Regions from separate parts of the Mus musculus genome. Here region 2 is linked to region 1. Evidence: chromatin contacts called from public promoter capture Hi-C data. All regions are on one chromosome and are shown on one strand. The core of a region is the stretch at or near the end of the contact, and the rest is flanking DNA. Distances in the headings are between cores, read along the strand shown.

Region 1 (5,578 bases), core at 1,882-4,381:
GCAGGCTTGCATTTGCTTTCCCAGGTCCCCATCTCTCCTTCAAATTCCCAATGCCAGAGGGACTAATCTTCCAAAGTCTTTACTGTAACCTGACCTCAAAAGCCCCTCTATTCACAAGGCTTTAATATCTCCCCTAATTCTTTCCTTCATGCTTTCCCCAGTTTCTTATTCTAGATGTCTTTGGCTTCTCATACAGTCTTGAATACATGAAATGTGACTCCTTTCGGGTCTCAGAGAGAACTTGTTTCATTGCTTTGCCTTTAGTACTTAGAAAACTGCAAAGTTCACTAAAATTTGTTGAATAATGACTCTATAGATCATATCATTCCCAATGTGTTCAGCTATAGCCTTCACAATTTCTATATTACTTCATCTTTCTGTACGTAAGGCTGTTCTCCCTGTCCATGGATTATATTTTGTATTATGTTTGGTGCATTGACAAGAAGATTACAAGCTACTGAAAGGAGAGATATTTTTATATTCTTCCTGCCTAGAAAAAAATATATATACATACATACACATATATATATATATTACTTATTTTTAAATTTATTTTTTACTGTAACATATAACTCACAATAGAGAACATTTACATTAACGTGGCTAAAATAAAAATAAAAATAAGCTGATCATAAGAATGGCAGGATAAAGTCCATGGGCAGGGCCCGGTTAAGGGCTCTTTATCTTCTATTTGAGTTTCAAGTTAGGTTTGTGGAATGAGAATATGATGTGGAGGATTTTCCTTGGGAAGGTGCCTTGTTTCCTTACCCAGCAGTTTGTAGGCTGTTCCTACGAGTGTTGTCAAGGACCTGGGGCCTAGGTGGCTCTTACCGACTCTTGCCACAATCTCCACATCACCTTGGACTTCTTACCTTCTGTTGCTTTCTATGTATGCTCACCAAACCCAAGTCTTTCTAAGTGGCATCGATGTGCAGTATTCCTAACAAGATTATGGCCTTCTGATCTTTTCACCTCATTCCTCACCCTCCTTTCTTTCCTGCCCAGTCTACCCACAACGATTTCCTACTAACCTGTGTCTCAGGTTGAAATCTAGGTCCTCTCCCAATGGCTCAATCCTGCATCTCCACCGGGCTTGCTCTTGTTTCTCAGCTATCGTGTTTTACCTCCCTGATCTAACTTTCCCTCATTCTTGGTGTGCCTGTTTTCTTCACAGTGCTTTAGTCCAAACATTTTATTTTACTTTCTGTCCTATACACAGCGCTCTAGACGATGGGTCTCCTTTTTGATGTTGTGGTCTTTAAGAAGTCTTTTCTTAATTCATGTGTATCATTTCCCCACTTAACATTTTGGAAATTACTGTTGAGTCCTTGATTATTAGTGTTGAATTATCATTTCATGCCTCATATTTTACCTCACCAATAATGTTGTAATTTTCTTGACAATAGAGATTTCATAACTCTTTTAATCAGGCACAGCCTTTGGCCCCTCTGAGGATGAATGTGCTTGGTTGGACCAAGGTTCCAGAGCCGGGGCCAGATGTCACTGAGATCATGCAGATGATCCCTGACTGAGAGATGCAAGTTGCATAACAAGAATCCTTGAACATACTAGGGTGAGATGGCTTCTGACAGCATTACCTAAGCTCACACTCACAGACCACGGATACTGAGACAGAGCCTCAATGTCAACGAATTTGGACCTTAAGTGACTTTATGCTTGTAGCTCTAAATCCTATGCTGACAAGTATGTGAGACAGGTCTTGGGAAATCTGGGCATATTGGCTAGGCAACTCATTTTCTCTGGACTTCAGATCTTAATCAGCAAAATAATAATAAAGACTCCCGGTGATCTTAAGTATACAATTCATGTATAAAATTATGGCTTTTTCCAGATTGATGAATAATAGTAGGCTTTGGGCTTTTCCCCAATATTTTATTCTGTGAAAAAGGATTTACTAGATCCATTTGCCATTTGGAATTCTCATTTTCAGCTTTCTGCATTCACTTTTTTTGTGTTTCCCAATTTGTGTAAAAGTAGATGGACAGATGGTTTATTAGGCTTTTTAAATGCTCGGGATACTGTTGTTCAAGTCAACAGAGGTTTTAAGCTTTGGAGGTCCACATAGAGTGTGGGCTTTGTTTAGAACAGAAGATCGTTTTCACTGTTCAATTTAAGGATAACAATGTTTTCTCACATAACTTTAAGCAACTTGTGGTTGTAACTCCAAAGGCCTAATCAGGCTCTGTTATTTTGGTATGCTTAATGCATTTCTGCACTACAGTCTGTTCCAAGTTGTAGCTTTAAAAATGAAGTTACCAGATAAAAGCATAGACCTACCGTTGCATGTTCTGTCTTTGCATGAATCATTTAATCCACAACGTGATCCCAAATACGAAATCACTAATTCAGACTCACAGAAATGTAAGGGAGATAAATTCCTATTTTTAATAGAAACCATTTAGACTTTCTTGGATTCTTTCTGACTTTTAATTGCTCTGTAGCTGCTCTTGTGGGGACCGCAGATATGTTATTATTAATACTCTAAGATGCATCTGTAATACGTATAGTCTCGACAGCCAAAAGGCTGCATATAAGTTAAGTACAGGAAACGCCAGCATCGGCTAGGAGAGGTCCCGCAAGAATTCCGAGGGGGGGGGGGGGGAAAGCGGGGCGTGCTGACCAATACCTGCAGGAGGGTGTGCACTCGCCTTGCGGGGTCCCCGAGGCTTAGGCGCGCCCGGAAGGACAGGGAAGGGGACTACAGGTGCCGGCTAGCCACCTGCCTGAGAACGTGCGAGCCGGTGAGTCAGCCCCCAGACCTCTCAGGGGAAGAGAAGGCCGCAGCGCGAGCGAGCGGAGGCAGCGACCAGAGGAGTGAGAGAGAGTACGGAAAAGCCGAAGGGGCGGCGGGGGCGCTGGCCTGACTGGAAAGCGTACGCGGGGCCCGTGGGCGGAGAGCAGGTGTGAGGAGCCGCGCCACCGTGGAGAGTTCGCCCAGCACCGCGCGTCCTCTGAGTCACCGACTAGGCGTGGAGGCCGCCGTCCGGGGGCGGAGCCTCAGGCTTGTGGGCGGGGAGGGGCGGGGCGAGGGCGGGGCCGGCGCCTGACGCGCCCCAAGGCCGCGGCAGCCGCAGCGGGGAGGGGCTGCGGCCTCGGTGGCGGCCGCGGGGGAGGGGCTCGGCGTCAGCGCGTCGCCAGCTGGGCTGTCGGTGGCCTGGAGGGAGCCGTGGAGGAGGAGGAGGAGAGGAGGAGGAGGAGGAGGAGGTGAGTCGCCTTGGCTGGGAGCTGCGCTGGCCGCGGGAGGCGGGGAGCGCGGCCCCTCCCTCCCGGCGCCCGCCTCGCGGGGCCGCGCCGCGCGGAGTTCCCAGTGGGGCGGCGGCCGCGAGGAGCGGAGGGGGAGGAGGGCGGAGCCGGGGCCGCGCTTCCCGGGCGCACGCGCGGCCTCCTGCTCTGCCCGGCCGCGCTGTGGCCCCGGGCGATGCTTTTCCCTAGCGCGGAGCTTGGGAAGGGCAGAGTCCAGGCGGACACTGGGACATCGTGCCATGGCTCCCGCGCAGCAAGGCCTGGCCTGCGCTTTCCTACTCGGGATCCACCTCAGGCGGCGAGACCCAACACCTCGCGGCCCCTCATTAGAGGATTCGGCATAGGCCTGATGTTTCCGCAGGATCCCGCCTGACGGGGCTTTCTAAAGCGAGGAAGGGCTCTTGGAGTTAATAAGTCTTTACAACTAACCGAACGACAGCAAAGTTGCATTAATAAATCAGTTTAACCCTCGATCTCGCGATAGGCAGCGTCTGCACCCCAATTCCCACTTCGCGGGGCTCGTGCAACTTTTACAGTCGTAGAACTACCCCTCATTGGATAAGCTTTGAAATAATTCTTAAAGTTAGTGCCTTGAGGCCCTGGGAAGTTCAAAGGAAAGGGCTTACATTTTCCCTCCCATCTGTATCACAGTTAAGGAAATGGAAAACGTGAATTGAAGGCGATCGTTCTCCACGCTGAGGATCATCGTCCCCTCTGTGCCCAGCTTGCGTGACTTAGCACCCCTGAAGTTGACTTTAAAGCTTACTGTAGTGGTTAGGTAAAGGAACTGCTGTGGGGGAAAAGGCAGTATAACTCAACAGAGCCATTTTATTGTGTCTTATTAACCCGTTTACCTTAAGCTTTATCAGTGACAAGAGTTTCATGTTGGAACCCACATACCCAGTGAGATACTGAATTTTCATTAGTACATTCCAGGTTTTGATGTGAAATAGATTCTCAGCTTCAACTGAGAAGAATTATACACTGTTGTCCTTAGGGTCTTGTTCTGTATTTAATGAAACAGTTTAATATTGAGGATTGGGGAAACACATTTTGAATCAGGATACTCCGACAAACTTAAACCATACCTACGAATACACTTTATAGCAACACAGTGTCTTTACTTCTGTTCTGAAATCATGCTGACAGTTTTACCTTATAAATCCTAGACTAATAGGACTCTCTGTTGGTGAGGGACCTCAGCAGTGTTATTCAGCTTCACTATTTTACATTTTCCAGAGATTTAGAAGGAACTAACAGAACTACTTGCCTTTATTAAGGATTTACTAGATGGACCCTTCTGATAGACACTCTTGTACCAAACTTGATCCTGATTTGACCAACTCCCCAGCCCACTGAGAAAGTAAAATGCTTTCCTGACCTCTGCTTCTTTCTCTCTTGATTATGGTATCTTAAAACCTGCCAAGTAATCACTGACTTTCTTTTTTAGCCTCCCTTTCAGATCATGGAAGAATAATTTCTAATTTTGACGAATCAGATACAAGTGATACAATTACTTGCAGTTGGCCAACTATTCTTACATCTATCTCTTAAGTTGAAGCATTTCTTTCTATTTTAGTTTAAAAATTTGAATTTAGTCATTTTCAGGTTTTATTTTTAGGAAACAGGTTCTTATATAGCTTAGGGTCAGAAATTTATTATATAGTTGAGGCTGGTTTTGAACTCCTTATCCTCATGCTCCCACTTTCTACCATGCCAGGGTTTTATTAGTTTTTATTAATTTTATTAGTCATATTCTTTAAAAAACATGTTTAATTAAAAAAAAATTGTGTGTGTGTATTCACATGTGAGTGCAGGTGTCTGTGGAAGCCAGAGGTGACAGATGCCCTGGATTTGGGGTTATGTAGATTCTGGGAACTGAGCTGGGGTTTTCTGTCAAAGGAATACACAGTTTAAAAAATTAAAAATATATTCTTTTCTCAGATATTATTACATCCCTACCACAGATTCTCATCCCTCCGCACCTTCTAGTCCCTTCTCCGCCACTCCTCCTCCATTGCTCTTCAGAAAACAGCAGGCCTCTTATGAATATCAACCAAACAAGACATGTGGAGTAAGACTAAGAATCTCTCCTCATATTAAGGCTGGGCAGGGCAGCTCAGTAGGAGGAAAATGGTCTCAAAAGCAGGCAAAAGATTTAAAGAAAGCCTTGCTCTCACTGTTAGGAGTCTCATAAGAAGACCCAGCCATACAACTGTAACATGTATGCAGAGGGCCTAGGGCAGACCCATGCAAGCTCCCTGGTTGATGGTTCAGTCTTTGTGAGCTCCTGTGAGCCCAGGTTAGTTGATTC
Region 2 (5,578 bases), core at 1,446-3,945, 4.5 Mb before region 1:
AAACACCAGTGACAGAAATCAAGAAATAGTAATGGGGGAAATTCAAGTCAGACCTGTTTTCTTTGAAAGTAAGATAAAAGGTGTTCTGGGCACAGCTACAATTTCATGGGAAGTGGATGCAGGAAGACAGTGAGTCTAAGACCAGTGTGGCTACAAAGCAGGGTTCTTGTCTTAAAAAACACTGACCATGGATATATGTAGGTTCATGTATGTATGTATATTATATGCATGTGTGAATGCTAAATCATGATTCATGTGCTTGAATGAAGATCTCTCACAGAAATCTGCCCATAGTTATAATAGTTAATTAACACAGGACAAAAAAAATAGTATTTCAGGTGTAGCTATGTTTTAAAAAACAAAACAGCCGGGCGTGGTGGTGCACGCCTTTAATCCCAGCACTCGGGAGGCAGAGGCAGGCGGATTTCTGAGTTCGAGGCCAGCCTGGTCTACAAAGTGAGCTCCAGGGCAGCCAGGGCTACACAGAGAAACCCTGTCTCGAAAAACCAAAAAAAAAAAAAAAAAAAAAACAAAACAAGACAAAACAAAAATATCCTGAGTATCAAAAAAGGCCTATACTTATAACTCACAAAAGTAATTTTAAAAAATTTATATCACATTTATTTAAAATTCTTAGTACAGTATCTTAGATCTAAACAGGAGATAGTATAAACAGTAACTACCACTATACAACATTCAAGAAGAAATGACAGATTGATTAAATGATCATCTGATTTTTCAACTGGCAGACCTTAGGCAAAAGATAGCAAACATAAGGAAGTAAAACGACGTAAAAACACACGTCCGAAGGAAATGGCTAAGAGAAAGACGTGATCAGCAAAGACAGTACCACGCTACCAAACGCAGTTTCTAGATCATCTATCGGAGACTGCCAGAAGGTAGCTCAAAATCAAGTCAATAACCTCATAAGCAAACTTCTCAAACACGATTCGGTACTATCTGAATCTTAGGCATAAAAGCTGAGTTTTAATTTCCTGAAGGTTTAAAAAGAGGTCTTATTTAATATTCTACTGAAAATGTTAAATCAGGTAATCAAACACCAAAAAGAAATGTGATTAAGTCAAAGCACCAACACAGTGAGGTCAGAATTCGAGCAGCCAATCAAATGCTTAAAGGCATTTCCTGCAATATTAATAGTCAAAAGAGAAAGCCAATCACAGAAACCTCCAGCTTTCTTTTGACAGTAACAGAAGCTAGGGAGCCAATCCACACACACCCGTGGTTGACAATAAGGCGGGACTGAAGGTTCATTGAAGAAATTCTTCAGGGTGCAGTTACTATGAACTCCGCACACAAGTAACAACACTCCAGAGTCGTAAACACTGTCAAATCGGAGGAAATTCAGTCTTGGGTATAACTTAACCCCCGGGAAGAAGGAAACAGCATTTTGTCCAAATTTTAACATCTGGTCAAAAACGCAACTGTCAATGCGGACGCTCTGAGCCCTCAAGTTGTAAACAGCCATCCCGCATGCAACTTCCCCGGACGCTCGCTGCACGGGAAGCGCGGGCCTGGAGGCCAGTTTCAAGCATTCGGGCTCCGTCCTAATTCCGCACAACCGAGGAGGGGCCAGCCCGGCAGGCGAAGCCGGCGTGCAGATCAGAGGACTCGCTAACGCAGAGTCCGGACCGGGGGTCGCTGCCCGGCCGCAGGGATGCATCGCCTACTCCCGCGGCACCTCTAGCGGGCAGCGCAAACCATCACCCATCACCCCACTAGCAGGAAGATGCATGTTTTGAAAGAGCTCTACTTTCCCGAGATCGTTTGTTTCAAAGGCAATTTCGTGCACGCACAAATTTTAAAACGCAACGAAAATAGCGCCTTAGCCCAAGGACCCTTTCTCGACCCATTAACCCCGCTCCCGGCGAGATGTCTACGAGGTAAACAGAGGCTGTACGCCAAGTGCGGGCCGGCGCATCCCTGCGCCATTCCCGGCCGCTGCTTACGGCAGGGCCCCCTTACGGCAGCGTAAGCGGCGCCGAGAGCTAATCACAACACTGGGACGCAACAACATGGCGGCCGCGGGCGGGCGCTGCGCCGGCCGACGGGTTTACGCTACTCCGCCGGCGTAGGGTCCGGAGCGCGCAGCGGCAGCGGCGCCCTCCAGCGAGCGTAGAAGCGCTCTGTGAATGGCGAGGCCCGGCTGACAAAGGGGAGGGGGGAGGAGGGAAGGGGGGGGTAATAAACACTCGAGTCCCTACCGATTCCTCCTCCTTCTCCATCCCGGTGGGCATCTGGGGCACGGCCCGGTTGATGGAGACGCAGTCGTTGAGATCAGGCATGTCCTTGCCGCGGTAGATGGGCAGCGGTTTGGCGGCGTCCAGCGCCCGCGCTCGGAAGGAGAGTTTACTCATTGTCTCCCCGCCTTACAGGAACAGCCCGGGCGGCGGCGGCGGGGCGGGCGGGGAGGGGGGGGGAGCACTCCCGCCGCCTCCTCCACCTCCTTCCTCAGTGCAGCGCGGCCGGCCCGCTCCTCCTCCTCCTCCGCAGTGCCCCCGGCCCCAGCATGGGCGCCCACCCCGCCCCAGAACAGCCCCCCGCCGCCCGCGGCCGCTTCCACACTCTAGATCCGCCGCTCGCCCGCCCGATCCGCTCCCTGCGCCATGGCCAACATGGCGGACATTACCACAGCGGCGGCGAGCGATCCCGGCAGCCCGCGCGAGAGCGCGCCCCCGCCTCGGGGACGCGCGTCGCCCTCTCCCTCCCTCCCTCCCTCCCTCCTTCCTTTCCCTCCCCTGCCTGCCCACCCACTCTCTCCGCGGCGAGGCGCGGCCAGCCCAGCCGGCGAGAGCGAGCCGAGTCCCGGTGGCCCTCCTCGGCGGGACGCTCGGCACGCAGGCGGGGCGGCAGGTGCCAGGTGCGCTCGGTCCCCGGCTCCGGAGCGGGCGCCTCGGTGCCTCCGCCGCCGACTCGCTCCGCGCGGGGCTCCCTCGGGAAGGCTCAGTGCCTAGGACCGCTCGCCTCGGGGGGACAGGAGGCCTCCGCCCCCGGGCCACCGGCCGCCCCTCGAGTCTGCACTTGGACAGCTCTGCTCGCCCCGGCGCCTGCTGGCTGGTTTCGCGCCTCGGGTTTGCGCATCCCCGGGGAGGTCCGACAAGTCCGCTGCGTCTGCCCACGCCGAGAGGCACAGCCCTGCTGCGTCTCGCGCCCTGAGAACTTGGGCAGTCCCTGTCCAGAGGAGCTCTCCAGAGTTAGGCACCGCCGAGAGGATGCTCGGGTAGACAGGAGGGTCAGTAGTTGGAGACTGCTACTTGAAATAGTTGCTGGACGCGGCAACAAGCGGACTTGCACCTGTCATCCAAACTTTCTTAGTTTGATGGTTGGCATTTCTTGAAATCTCTAACCAAAGTATGTGAAAACACTGGTTACAGTGACGACTCAAAAAGAGTTTAATAAAGTTCCGGACTCCAATTAGTTTGCGTGTTACTGTGTTACAACTAAACTGCTGGATAATTAGTAACAAGAGTCGTAACTACTTGAAAGGGCAGCTGCAAAGATGATGGGCCAAAAAAAAAAAAAAAAAAAAAGTAAATTCTTGAAGAAAATGATACAGACCACACAAAAGAGTGATGGAAAGTTAATTACCACATGACATCTATAGTCAGTTGCTGTGACAGGTCAAAGAAATTAGACATAGTTTTGGCCAGAAGTGGTTTGCAAAAGCTCTGCAAAAAGGAATCAAATTGACTCAATTAAATACTAGTCACTATTGATACAAACCTTTGTTGCAGTTTCTTAGTCTTTAAGCAGTACATGTTTCTAAGCAAATTGCCTCACTGTGCAACAGTTTTACCATTTTCTAATCATTGAAAAATACCCTACCTAGCTCATAAAAGGGTAGATGGTTTGCTAAAGTCCAACAATAAAAACGGGTTTCTTTGTCATGTCTTAATATAGCAAAACCATCTATCTCTCTTCATTGCCACCCATTATTTTTCTCTATTTTCTTCTCTCCCTGCTTTTTTTTCCCTCCCTCTCCCCCCCTCCCCCTTGTCTCCAGCTTTTCCTTTGAAAGCTGAATGGTGAATATTGACTTCCTGGTAACACAAAATAATCTAACCAGTCTGTCCGGGGACACTTTGGGATGTTATTCAGTGGCTTTGTTTTATGTCCACTTGTTACTGGTAACAATGCAAACAGACTGTGGCTCAATTCTTGTAAGCAACACCTTTCACATGGTTGTGAGCCTGTGCTGTTGTGAGTGTTACCCTCTGGCGTAGTTCCAATCCTTTGTAAGGAAGAACAAGAAGTTCTCAGAAGGGGGGCTGGGGGGGTCATTATTGAGTACTAGTCTGAAAATCAGGGGGAACAGTGTTTGAAAAAATGAGTCATTGGGGCCTTTTATCTGGATTCTCACCCCTTCTCAGGCTCAGAGACGGTAGCTTCTTTCCAGTCTCTCTGCCTAATGTTACACTCAGAAAAAGAAGTGTGGACATTGTGTGTGTGGGGGGGGGGGTATAGTCCCAAGTAGTTGAAATCCACTCAATTCTTATAGCTATATACTTCTACATAGGGAGAAATGCTGTGATTTTTGCTAAAAAGGAAACAGACTCAGACCTATAATTTGTCAAGTTCCAATACCAGGGAACAGCAGACCTGGATTAACTCTGGATCTATCCTAACTCCAAAACACTTGTTCTCCTAGCTGCACACTTTAGTATCCAAGCTCTTTGGTTTATTGGCCATCCAATGTTCAAAAGTTTCTGACCCAAAGTTAATTAATGAAAGCCCCCAGAGTTAATTAGTGAGAATGGCTAGCCCTACCTCACAGAAAGCAGGCATCTAGTATGTTTGCTGATAGCTATGAAGTCATATCAGCTACACAAAGAATTTCAGTGCTGCTGTGACATTCTACTCCAGGTTGGAGTTTGAGTGCCTTCCTGGCCTGCCATCAGGCCTAGCCATTGATGCTAATTTTTCTTTTCTTTGGCCTACCCAGCAATCCTTGCCATCAGAACTTTAGAAACAATAAGAACATCTCAAAGAAACTTTTTTTTTCTAATGTAAAACTCAACCAAGAGAATGGCTTTTGCATCATAGTTGGTTTGCTGTTGGTCTTTGCTTTAAATGAGAATCAATTTTATCCTCCAATGTTCACTTTTCTTCTTGCCTTGTTGGCAGTGATTACAGAGCTAAGAACAAAACAGTTTGAACCAAATGCCACACCTGAGACACAGTCTGTATTTCCTTAGACTCCAACTCAGTGCCTAAACTCAAATGCCTCTTTCACTTCTGGAAAGTAATTTTTATTTGTATGCAAATACTATTTATTATACTACTTATTTTTGTTTGTTGAGTGCTCTTATTTGTTAGTGCTAAAGACACAAATATCTTTTCAACTTTTGAAGTAAGTCCTCTTAGGAAACTTACCAAAACCTGTTTCAAATGGTTATACAGCTGAACCTATTCTAATCTCCATATGCAATGCACATGTGTGTGTACAGCCATCCTAAAAATCAGTCCACTTCAAATATGTTCTGGATCAATCCAAATGACAGTCATTTAATCTAGCAAATGTTAATATATAAACACCAAGAATTAGAACCAGTTTCATAAC

Evidence for each region. Promoter capture Hi-C pulls out the DNA fragments that hold promoters and counts their contacts.
Region 2: a contact with region 1 is called in a promoter capture Hi-C map of pre-B cells, with 3 times the contacts expected there. The contact joins the promoter of Epc2 here to the promoter of Gtdc1 in region 1. A contact is called at or near these places in 2 of 39 promoter capture datasets (cranial neural crest and pre-B cells) and 1 of 484 Hi-C or Micro-C datasets (CD4 T cells).

What each region holds. Positions count from the first base shown.
Region 1 is chr2:44,924,789-44,930,366 of GRCm38.p6, reverse strand. Gtdc1 (glycosyltransferase-like domain containing 1) reads left to right here and starts at 3,131. Exons shown (of 11, transcript NM_001362987.1): 1 at 3,131-3,225.
Region 2 is chr2:49,448,603-49,454,180 of GRCm38.p6, reverse strand. Epc2 (enhancer of polycomb homolog 2) reads right to left here and starts at 2,695. Exons shown (of 14, transcript NM_172663.4): 1 at 2,223-2,695. The coding sequence starts at 2,375.